2 separate regions of the Mus musculus genome follow, and region 1 is linked to region 2. A link is a contact called in public Hi-C data. All regions are on one chromosome and are shown on one strand. Each heading gives the region's core, a stretch centred on a gene start, on an enhancer-like site or on the middle of the called end of the contact. The rest is flanking DNA. Distances are from core to core; before and after follow the strand shown.

Region 1 (5,231 bases), core at 2,543-5,042, 640 kb before region 2:
TTTTGAGATGCTAGGGTATCACTCATAGGCCAGACAGAATTAAATTCAAGAATGAACTCCGTGCAGGCCTAACTTAAGAGCCACCCATTCTGTGTTTCTTCTTTTCTTAAAATAAAAGGATTTATTGGCACTAATCCATTGACATTTTGTCCTCCCAACATGGAATCTAATCAGGCCACCCAAGGAAGCTCTCATCCCAGCCCTGAGGAACAACTGAAAGCAATCGTCACTTTGAAAGTCCAATGCCTCTTGAGAAATCCAAAGTCTTTCAACTGTGGGCTCTTACAAAAATTAGCTATTTTCTTATTCCGAGAGAGAAGAAAGAGAGCACATTTACAATCAGATCAATGAAAAAAATCAAGGTGCAACAGTGTGAGGAGCTCTGTTTCTGACATCTGGGACTTAATCATGATCTTCTTGGCTCCAAAGGGCTTGGGTTTCACCACCTCTCTAGCTTTGCCATGCACAGCAAATGCAGAGTGCCTCCTAGACTGCCTTCTTTATACAGCCCAGGCACACCTACCTAGGATGGTACCAGCCACAGTTGGCTGGGACTTTCAACATCAATTAACATTCAAGAAAATAGTTCATAAACATGCACATGGTCTGCTCCATTCTTGCCACTGTTTTTGGTGGTCTCCTCACAGTGCCGATTGATATATCCAATATCTTGGGTCTCCAATACAACTTTCTTTGGGGACTCTGATCTTCCTCGTGGTGCCAAGCCTCAGATTCTCCCCATGACCCCTTTAATTCTGCAGCTTTTATGTTACCGAAGCCAGTATCAGATGGACAACTTATAGACGTTACCAAGTTTAGCTCATAGCTTAAGATGCAACCTTGATGCACTCTGTGGAAGTGCACAGGAACTTATACAAGGAAGACAGCTTCTATGTGCTGACACTGAAGGAGTATTTTCCAGAAGATTCCACCGCAATGCATTGTTTTCAATCCAAGCTGGCTTTTTAGACCCAGTGAATCACTATCCAGTGCCCCTGTAAAGCACAGACTGTAATTCCAAAGATTTTAATTCAAATATATCACATAAATGGCCCCCATAGAGTCATCGAGGGACTCTCAAACATCCCTCTGAAACTGTGTAAGGCAGGCCTCTATCATCTGCGCTTCTCTCCACATTCTTAACTTCCAAGCTCCCACAGAACAGATCATTAATCTCTGAGCACTCAGAAGCTTGTCCAGTTTGATGTTCCCAAAACTGTCACAATCCACACCCAGAAAACCAGCATGGCCAGGTCTATCAGAGCACTAATACCTTACTCCTGGATCTAATTTCTTCCCCAGTTTGCTTTCTGTTGTGATAACACACGGATCCAAAGCAGCTTGTGGGAGGAAAGTGTTTGCATGGCTTCCAGGTTACAGTCCATCATCAAAGGAAACAAAGGCATGAACCTGGAGGCAGGAACCGAAGCAAAGACTTCAGAGGAACACTGCTTAATGTCTGAATGTTTGCGCCTCTTCCTAGGGAACTATAGCTGCTTCCGATGACTGACAGGCACCTGTCTTCTTTCAGGTATCCTCTCAATAATAGAAATGCACGGATAGAGGTGAGACCCATTGCAGGGCTGGCTAAACCTCATCCACCTCTCCTCCTCCTCCAGCCCTCCCCTACCCATGTGCCTCTGTGGCTTGAGAGGCTATCGTGATATATATTCCTCAGAGCTGGCTCAGCTCACCATGCTCCTGCTTATTTAAAGTCTGTACCAAAGAACTCAGAGCATATTGCATGGTAGTTCTGAGTGCAGTATGTGCCCAGTGCCAGGCAGCATGTTTGGCACGTGATTCACATCAGTCACACTTGCAGAACCAGCCACCAACACAGTGCTATCACGAGCAGTCATTGACTTACAGAAGTGAGCAGGGTAACTGGGGCCAACAGTTTATAGAGCTCAGGTACTTTTCCCCTGCACAGATGCAGAGAGCTCTGACTTGCCTTTCCCTCCATATCCCAGTTCCTCAAACCCTAGGCAGTCAAACTGGGTGGATATCAAAGGGGGCACAGCTGACTTACAGACTCCATGGGTGCAGCCCCTCGGGCCAAGTGGCATCAGAGAGTCCCCGACAGAAGCTCTCCAGCTCAGGCCTGAGCCAGGTCAGCAAGCCACTCTGCAGCTCCTCTCAAGGGAAGACCCTGCTGGTTTGGTGATGAGTCAGATGGTCTGTTTGTTTTCAGAAGCCAGAAAGCGACTTTTATCTGTCATTCATTCCGTGTAATTCAGAAATGGGCTCATCGCCAACCAGCTAGGTGGCAGTATGCCTGCTTTGAAGCCATACATCTCTGTCATGTACATATATTTCACTATCATTTTATATTAACTACCCAAACACCTATGTGCACGTATGCACTTTACTGAAGCACATCCAGCGAAGGGGAGAGATCAAGACCCGGGATTCACTAGGGGCTGGCCTGTACTGGGTGCTTTGCATGCTCACAGCAATGCAGGCTCTCAAACTTGAACCAGAAAGTTGTAATCACCCAAAGGCTTGACAGAGCACAGGAATCTTAGAGACTCCATGTTTCCAGATCAGAAGGAACAAGTTGGAGGTCAGAGGCTGACAAGAGAGGCTGCCGTCATGGGTCCAGGAAGCCTACCTTGAGAAACCCAGCATTCAGTTATTAAGCTGAATTTTGGAAGGAGAACCTGAGGCTCAGAGATGTCAAGTCACACAGCTGGCAACAGAGCAAGGGCAAGGGCCAACAACCTTCTGCAGGCCTACTCAGCGCAGAGTCACCCCGATATTTTTAAATGTGAAAATGAGGTAGACCACTATGCTTTCACACGCGGTGTGCAATGCAGTTCAGGTCTGGCTGGGCAAGATCATTTGAAGCTTGCTGTAATCTTCTGGGCTGCTTGTTCTACCGTCTCCTTTACCTGGTAGCTTCCTAGCTGATAAAACACTGTGGGTGTTTGCTCGCTGTCTGTGGGCAGCTGGACAAGCCTGTTGTTCAATGGATGTTCAGGCTGCGTGGATGGAGGCTGGACTGGCTTGTGTCTGTGATGAGCTGAGAGGGGGGTTCCTCCAGTCTGGGTGGCCCTTTTAACTTGTCTGGAGATTGTTTTCATTTTGGCAGAGGCATAAACAGGGAAGAGTGGGCCACAGGCTTCCTGTAACCCAGCAGGTGACCTAGCCTTGTCTACACAGTGGTTGCAGGACTCCAGAAATGAAAGTGGAACCTTCAGTGGAGAGCAGAGGGTCTGGTACAGAGTTAGGCACCTGCCAAGTGTACCCCGCATTGTTGATTTAAGTGTTAGGCCAGCCAAGATCCACAGTGTAGGAAAAGAAATCCTACCTTTCGCTGGTGAATACAGGAAGCAGGAGAATTTGCAGCTGTTCAAAACATGGCGCCTGCTTCGCGTTCTCTAGTACCATTTGACAACCCTCCCCATGACTATTTCTTTGCCAGCTCAAAAACTAGAGAGGACAGGTCTGCTGCTTCTCTGAATTGCAGAAAGACAAAAGCATTCCTTAACACTAGTCCACCACCAGGAATTCACCCTGAGAAATGTGCCTCTCACTTTCCATGAAAAGCTTTTAAAATGACGTCTCCTTGGAACCTTCCGGCTAGAAGCATCAATATGGAGTTCAAATGGAATATGCAGTTTTCACAGCTGTATCTGTGCTAAATTAAAAAGAACAGAGAAAACAAAGAGAAATGGGGGCGAGGGCGGGAGCGGGGGAGACTTTTGCAACAGAATGTGGGCACCGGGAGAGCAGTCTTCCAAGGCCTGCTGCCTGCTCAGCGACCCCGGGCTTTCCAGATCGGACTCTTAATTAATCATGGCTGGAGTTCTGCACTTTGACTCTCCGGCTGGTGTTTTATTTTCTTGTTCCAATGCCCACATGAGCATCCTCTGGCAATAAAACATCCAGGGAGAAGTTATAAAAACATGTCATCCTACTTACAGCATATGGCTAATTGATTTTTGAGAATTGCTTAATTGTGTGACTTTCGTTAACCAAACAACAATGCCTGTTTTCACACCCCCAATATTAGCTCATACTATTTCATGACCTGCCCCCGCTGAGACACACTCCATATTTCTGACCATAAATCTGGCCTCTGCCTGGGCTTGCGTACTTGTTTCAGCTTTGTTGTGACGGTTTTACTGCATCGGTTGCCTTTTTAAAGAAATTTATGGTGGGCAATAAACATGGAGAGAGGTTTAAGGGAAGAAAGTAGGGGTTTGGGTCGCTCTTTTTGCAAGCTGAATTTTTAAATTTCTTCCTTACATAAAATAACAAAAGGTAGTTTTCTTCAGTGATTGGCCCTGTGCTGGCCTCTGTAGGTTCCACTTAAATGGATGTGGAAGGAACATGAAGTGTGGCCTTTTTAAACAGAGGATTCCAAAGGCTCTGCCGAGTTACCCTAATTGCCCGGAGTTGGGCGGAATTTTAATGTGGAAAAGGCTATGTGATAGGCGGGTAGGAAGGAGAGGCGAAGCCTTAGAGGAAGAAGTTGAAGGCGGTTGAGAGAAGCAGGCAACCACAGTTGGTGGGAATCAGTGGAGCAGAAGCCTGGAAATGTCACTTTAGATTATGATCGAGGCCACAACCACAGAGGGAAGGAAGGTGAGCACACCCCAGCTCGACCTCAAGAGAAGTTGTTGATTGACACAGCGATGGCCTCCTATGATTATCTACAGTGTCGAAGTGCAAAATCTCCATAGAAGGTAAATTTGCATATGAGAGTTCAATTACATCTCCCAGCACCTTCACTGTGACCACTTCATTTTATTGGTGCCACTAGCGTGTATGAGTAAGGAAGTGTGTGTGTGTGTGTGTGTGTGTGTGTGTGTGCAGGTGTCTGCATTCACATGTATAGATAGGTGCACATGTGATGCAATGCATGTGCATGCCCATACGTGGACGCCATAGGACCACCTTGGATGTCTTTCCTCCTCAGGGTCTGTCAGTCTTGTATTTTGAGACAAGGTCTCTCACTCTGACCTGGGGCTCACCCATGAGGCTTAGGCTTGGAGCCAGCCAGTTTCAGGGCTCCTCCCATCTCTACGTCCTCTGCATGGAGATCGTATGCACACTGTCACCATGCCAGGCTGGCTTTCCTAGGAGCAGACCCAGGGAGAAGACTTCAGTCCCTAGGTCGTCTGTCATGAAATAATCGGAGTTCCAGCCCACAATAGCACTGATACTTGGCCTCTCACGTGGCAGTGCACTCGCTGCGGTTTGGATAGGGTATGTTCCTTCTGGCT
Region 2 (5,017 bases), core at 1,934-4,433:
GCACATCGATATTTGCTGCAGCTGTGGCCACAATAGCTGAACTGTGGAGCCAGCCTTGGTGTCGAACAACAGAGGAAAGGTTAAGGAAAAGGTGGTACACACACTGGAATCGTTTTAGCTCTAAAGAGGAATGACGTTGTGTCATTTGCAAATAAAAATAAAAAAGTGAACTCACTGAAGATGATCCTATCAAGTGTAACAATTCAGCTTTAAGCAAATATTATGTTTTTGCTCATGTGTGATTTCTAGATTTCATACAGATACATACAATAATAAGATATCAAAGTGGAACTAAAGTTTTCTATGACAACAACAACAAAAAAGGCAATGGGAAGAGAGAGAAAAAAAAGGGGGCTAGGGGGCTGTGCAGGGAGACATGCCCCAAGCACATTGCATGCTTACATGGGAGTGCCCTCCTGTAACTCAGTATTGTGTAGTTTTACATAAGTGAGTCAGAACAAAATGTTAGAAAGTGTTTAAGAGCACAATACCATGGCTGTAGAAGGAAAGGCATTCAGTCCCCCTTGGCATCCATGAGAGAACCACTCGAGGATGTGCAGGGGTACAGACCCCTGGATAAGCTCATGTCTACCCTACAAAGTGGCGCCTTGTTTTCAGATATCCTAAGGGATTCTCCCACATGCATCACGGCACCTCTAGATAACTTCCAACCCTTAATCTAATGCAAATGCTAGGTTACAGCTATTATAGTCCATCATTCACAAAATAATAAGGGAGAGAGTCTACACATGCTCGGTACGTTTGTTTCCCAAATATTTTCAGCCTGCAGTTGACACCATCAATGGATAAAGAATTCGGAGATACAACAGATCAGCTGTATAAAGTTTAACTCGTTAAGTTGAATCAAGAATTTGTATTCAGGATGATTCTGAACTGAATAGGACCCCAGTGGAATCCAGAGTATGACCAGGAATGGTGCCCATGTATCAGGCCCCAAGTGACCCCAGGCAACTGCATTCATTCCACCAAGGCCCGAATGGTACCACGGTTCAAGTCTAAAATGGCCCAACAGGCTTGTGTTTTAAACGCTTGTTTCAAAGCTTGAGGCCTCTAGAAGGGTGTGACTGATAAGGGCATTCACTAGACCCTCAGTAGAAGAGCGTTTGAAGGTTATAAATGGCTCCTTCCCATTCTCCCTACCCCTTGGTGCACCACAACATGACCCGCTGTTCTCCAGGCACACAGTCCTGCTGACATGATGTCCTGCGAGTGCATCGGGCCTGACACCGGAGGACTGAAATCTCTAAATCAGGAACCAAAATAAACCCTTCCTTCCTTCCTTTCTCTCTTCCTTCCTTCCTTCCTCCCCCCACCCCCACCCCCAGAAAAATGACATGTGGTCCTGCCAACGTCTAGGTAAATAATACAAGTGGCTTTGACTGTGCTTTGCCCCTTGAGGGTCAGTCCTTGTCCCTGATAAAAGGCTGCGCCAAGAAGAAGGCAATGCCCAGAAGAAACACGGAGAGCTGATCGCTGCAGGTAGTGGATGGTGCGCATTTGCACTGCAGGGGTTCTCATGAGAAGCCAGTTGTTAAGTTCATCACCCTGCCAACGTAGAAACTTATGCCAGCTACCCATGTGTCTATCTCTCCCTCAGCTAGAGAAACAACCCTTCTTTTTTTTTCAAGAGCAGAAAAACCAGTCTACCTTTCTGATGTCACAAATCTGGAGTGCTGAGGAGCCAAAGAACCATCTCACTGCCAAGGCAGCCGGGTTTGAAACCCTACTCAATGTGTACAAGTTACGGGGAATGTGGAGGGAGATATAGCTTTCCTGCACACACCTGACACCCGCAGCTGTCTTCTGCAGCCTGTGCCTGGGGACCGAGTATCTAACACCTTCATCAGAGGCAGGTGTGGCTCATTGTTTTGTTTTGTTTGTGCTTTCCACCCCACATCCCATTTCAGGATGTTAGGATTTGAAACTATCAAGTAACATCAACAAACTATATGTGTTTTGGAGACAAAGGAAGTGATGAGCCCTGGACTTCTAAGTTTACTGGTATTTGGTTCCCGTTTCCTCCAACTCCTGCCAGGTCCATCCCTTCTTCCCATGGCTCATTTCCCTGATCCATCAAATCATGAAGATGCTCTCTCTAAGGCACAGATTGGCCTCCACAAGCTAAAGGAAATGCTGTCACTGTGTGCACCTTTAGCCTCATGTACATGCGTAGCTCCCACAGGCTCTCTTAGTTCCGTGCTGTATCTACTGACATTCCTCCCTTCTAAGTAAGCAGTGCGTTCTCTGAAGACCTTTAGATACTTACTCAATCTTAGCATTATGCCTGGTGGTTACTCTATTCTGAGACAGCAAAGGAACCAGACTATAAATAGGTCAGATCCCAGCCCTCACCTCACTGGCTTCTCAGGGCAGGAGCTACAAACCCTCTGTGGCTGTGAGCTGCTTTTGAGTCTGCAGGGAGCCCTTAGGTAGCAGCTCACACAGAGAACACTTGTTAGGGCCTTGGGTCTGATCCTGGCCCTGTGGACTCTCCCATTATGAATATCTATAAATGCTTACCAACATGCCTCAGCTGCTCTTACAGCATGCGTTGGTGTGCTTTCAAGGGGTTGGCCTGCACCCCAGCTCCTAAGGTCGGCTCTTACTAGCTTGAGATAAGTGCAGACTCTCAGCCTGTTTAGCACAGACATTGACTGCGAAACATACTTGACCCAAGCCAGTCCTTGCTTCGGTAGGCCGCTGTTGTCAGGGTTTGGAGGAAACCTGTGTACCCCACATTTGATCCCATCAAGTAGAGCCAAGACTTATGGGTGGCCTAAGAAGATCTCACTTTTTCTGCATTGTTTGATGTGAGGCTAGAACAGCAGCAGGCAGCTGGTTGACTAAGTGGGAAAAGAGTCTGAAAACAAAGCCAAACTGTAGAGAAGACAGCCAGAAAACTAGTGACCGTCCAAATCCAGCCAGTCTTTGCACATCTTTATTTCCAAGTTGCTGTGACTTCTGTTCTCTGTTTACTTGCAACGAAAAGCTGTGAGGAGTGTCTCATCCCACAGTCCAAGAAGCAAAGCTGTGGAGCAACCGGGATAAGCTTAGAAGTCGCCAGGGTTGTAAGGAACTTGCAAGAATTAGCATTAGAGGGAGGAAGCAAAGGGAAAGCCCAAGGATGAACCAGAGCACGCCGGGCCTCTGCCGCCCCCTAGTGGACACTGCTGCCGCCACAGATCCTGCGGCCCTAGCTCAAAAGTTGACCAAAGCCCGGTTCTTCACCGGTGCCTCGACATTCCAGACCTAGATCCTAAGGAATTAGTTACCCAAGTGGAGTGCTCCTTCTTTGTACAGTAGGAAAAATAACATCCCCTGTTATCTGTAAGACTGTAATTAGATGAAATAGTCAAGATGAGGTTAACGGGACCTGCCCATATGAAATAACAAAAGGGGGGAAAATGAATTGCTGACGAAAGAAGTTTTGAAAAGTAGCACAGACAAAGAGCCGCGTGATTGATCCACGTCACTGACCGGAGAGGATCCAGGCCATGCCTTTGAAAGTGTGACTGAGGAAGCATATGGCTGCGCAAGTCAGAGCGCCCACCTAAGCCCAGGCTAGGAACCTGGACAGAGGGAGCATTGCATGCACTGGAGATGCAGAAGCTCCTGTAAGCCCCAGAACGATCCATAGATGCAAATGAGGAGATGACCAGGAGAGCCACTGGAGAGGACTGGAGGGAAAGAGACACAGAAAGCCAGGGCAGGTCCTGGCCACTAGCAGGGTCACTGAACCATCAGAAACCCTCGTTTCAGGCAAGGCCGTTAGTAGTTACAGTAAAACGCAGGTCCCCTAAGGCGGTGGTTCTCAACCTTCCTAATGCTCTAACCCTTTAATACAGTTCCTCATGTTGTTGTTACTTCATAACTATAATTGTGCTACTGTTATGATCATGATGTAAATATCTGATATGCGACCCCTGTGAATGGGGTCACTGTGAAAGTGGGTCACGACCCAGAGGTTGAGAACTGATTCCCTAAGAACTCATACAGGCAGAACCTAGATAGAGCCATCTTGTCTGTAGCCAGGATGAGAGTGAAGCTCAACAGCAAGCTCAGAGGTATATGCAAGGATACAAAAACAGTCACCACAAAATAAGAAAAAAAAGTAATAATGTATAACACCCAATAAAAAGTGTCTGTGCCTTCCAACAGGCAAGATGAGACAGAAGCCCAGTGAACTGACTGCCAATGCACAGCATAACACAATTGGGTGGGAAACAAATCTTGGAAAGAAATCTACAACCCCAAATTAAGTTAAAAAGCAAGAATGCTCTCATGACTTCAGACCAGTCTATGACTTCAACTTCCCTTTTAGAAACCAAGACAAAGAACATTAAATTAGATATAGAAGAAACAGAAGGGAAAGAAGAAGCAAAATAAGATAATACATTACTACAGTAGAAGACAGGAAAACAAAAAATTATGACCTGGAAAAAATTTTTAGACAGTCAATAAAATTGACAAACCACAGGGCATGGGGGGGGGGGACACCTTTTATCCTAGTCCTCAGGAGACAGAGGCAGGAGGATCTCTGTGAGTTCAAGGCCATCCTGGTCTACAGAGTGTGTTCCAGGACAGTCAAGTCTGCATAGAGAGATTGTGTCTCAAACAAACAAACAACAAACCCTGATAGCCCAGTGGTCAGATTGTTGGAGGAGAGGGAGGAGCAAGAAGAGAAAGGGAAAGGATGGGAGGGAAGAGTGGCCCAGCTGCTAACAGAAGAGGGATGCTGGCAGCCCTGCAGATTCTACAGATGTCCAAAGGAAAATAAGACAATGTTATGAAAAACTTAATATATTGATAAGTTAAAGTGTCAAAGCCCTTGAAGGAAATGTGTGTACTTAAAATAAAACACACAATGTTAAATAATCCTATCTCTGTTATTATACATTATACTTTTATAAAAAATCCCACATAGAAAATCTCAGCTTCGGATGGCCTTTCACCTAACATTGAAAGGTTAGTTCATTTTGATTCCAGTCTTCCAGGA

What was found. A called contact is a pair of places that touch in the nucleus more often than the background predicts.
Region 1: a Hi-C map of uterus shows a contact between it and region 2, with 2.3 times the contacts expected there. The contact joins two enhancer-like sites. A contact is called at or near these places in 3 of 39 promoter capture datasets (cranial neural crest, hippocampal neurons and second pharyngeal arch cranial neural crest), 4 of 484 Hi-C or Micro-C datasets (all in uterus) and 1 of 9 other capture datasets (embryonic tail).

Annotation. Positions count from the first base shown.
Region 1 is chr6:117,406,167-117,411,397 of GRCm38.p6, reverse strand. No RefSeq gene overlaps it. Among named protein-coding and RNA genes, the nearest start is that of 6820426E19Rik, 86 kb to the left of the region's middle. Within about 2 kb of position 3,792, at least 28 of the 459 cell types and tissues checked have an H3K27ac peak or open chromatin away from gene starts, as enhancers often do. A contact at or near this core is called in uterus, where this site is marked.
Region 2 is chr6:116,766,062-116,771,078 of GRCm38.p6, reverse strand. No RefSeq gene overlaps it. Among named protein-coding and RNA genes, the nearest start is that of Gm36788, 6.7 kb to the left of the region's middle. Within about 2 kb of position 3,183, at least 14 of the 459 cell types and tissues checked have an H3K27ac peak or open chromatin away from gene starts, as enhancers often do. A contact at or near this core is called in uterus, where this site is marked.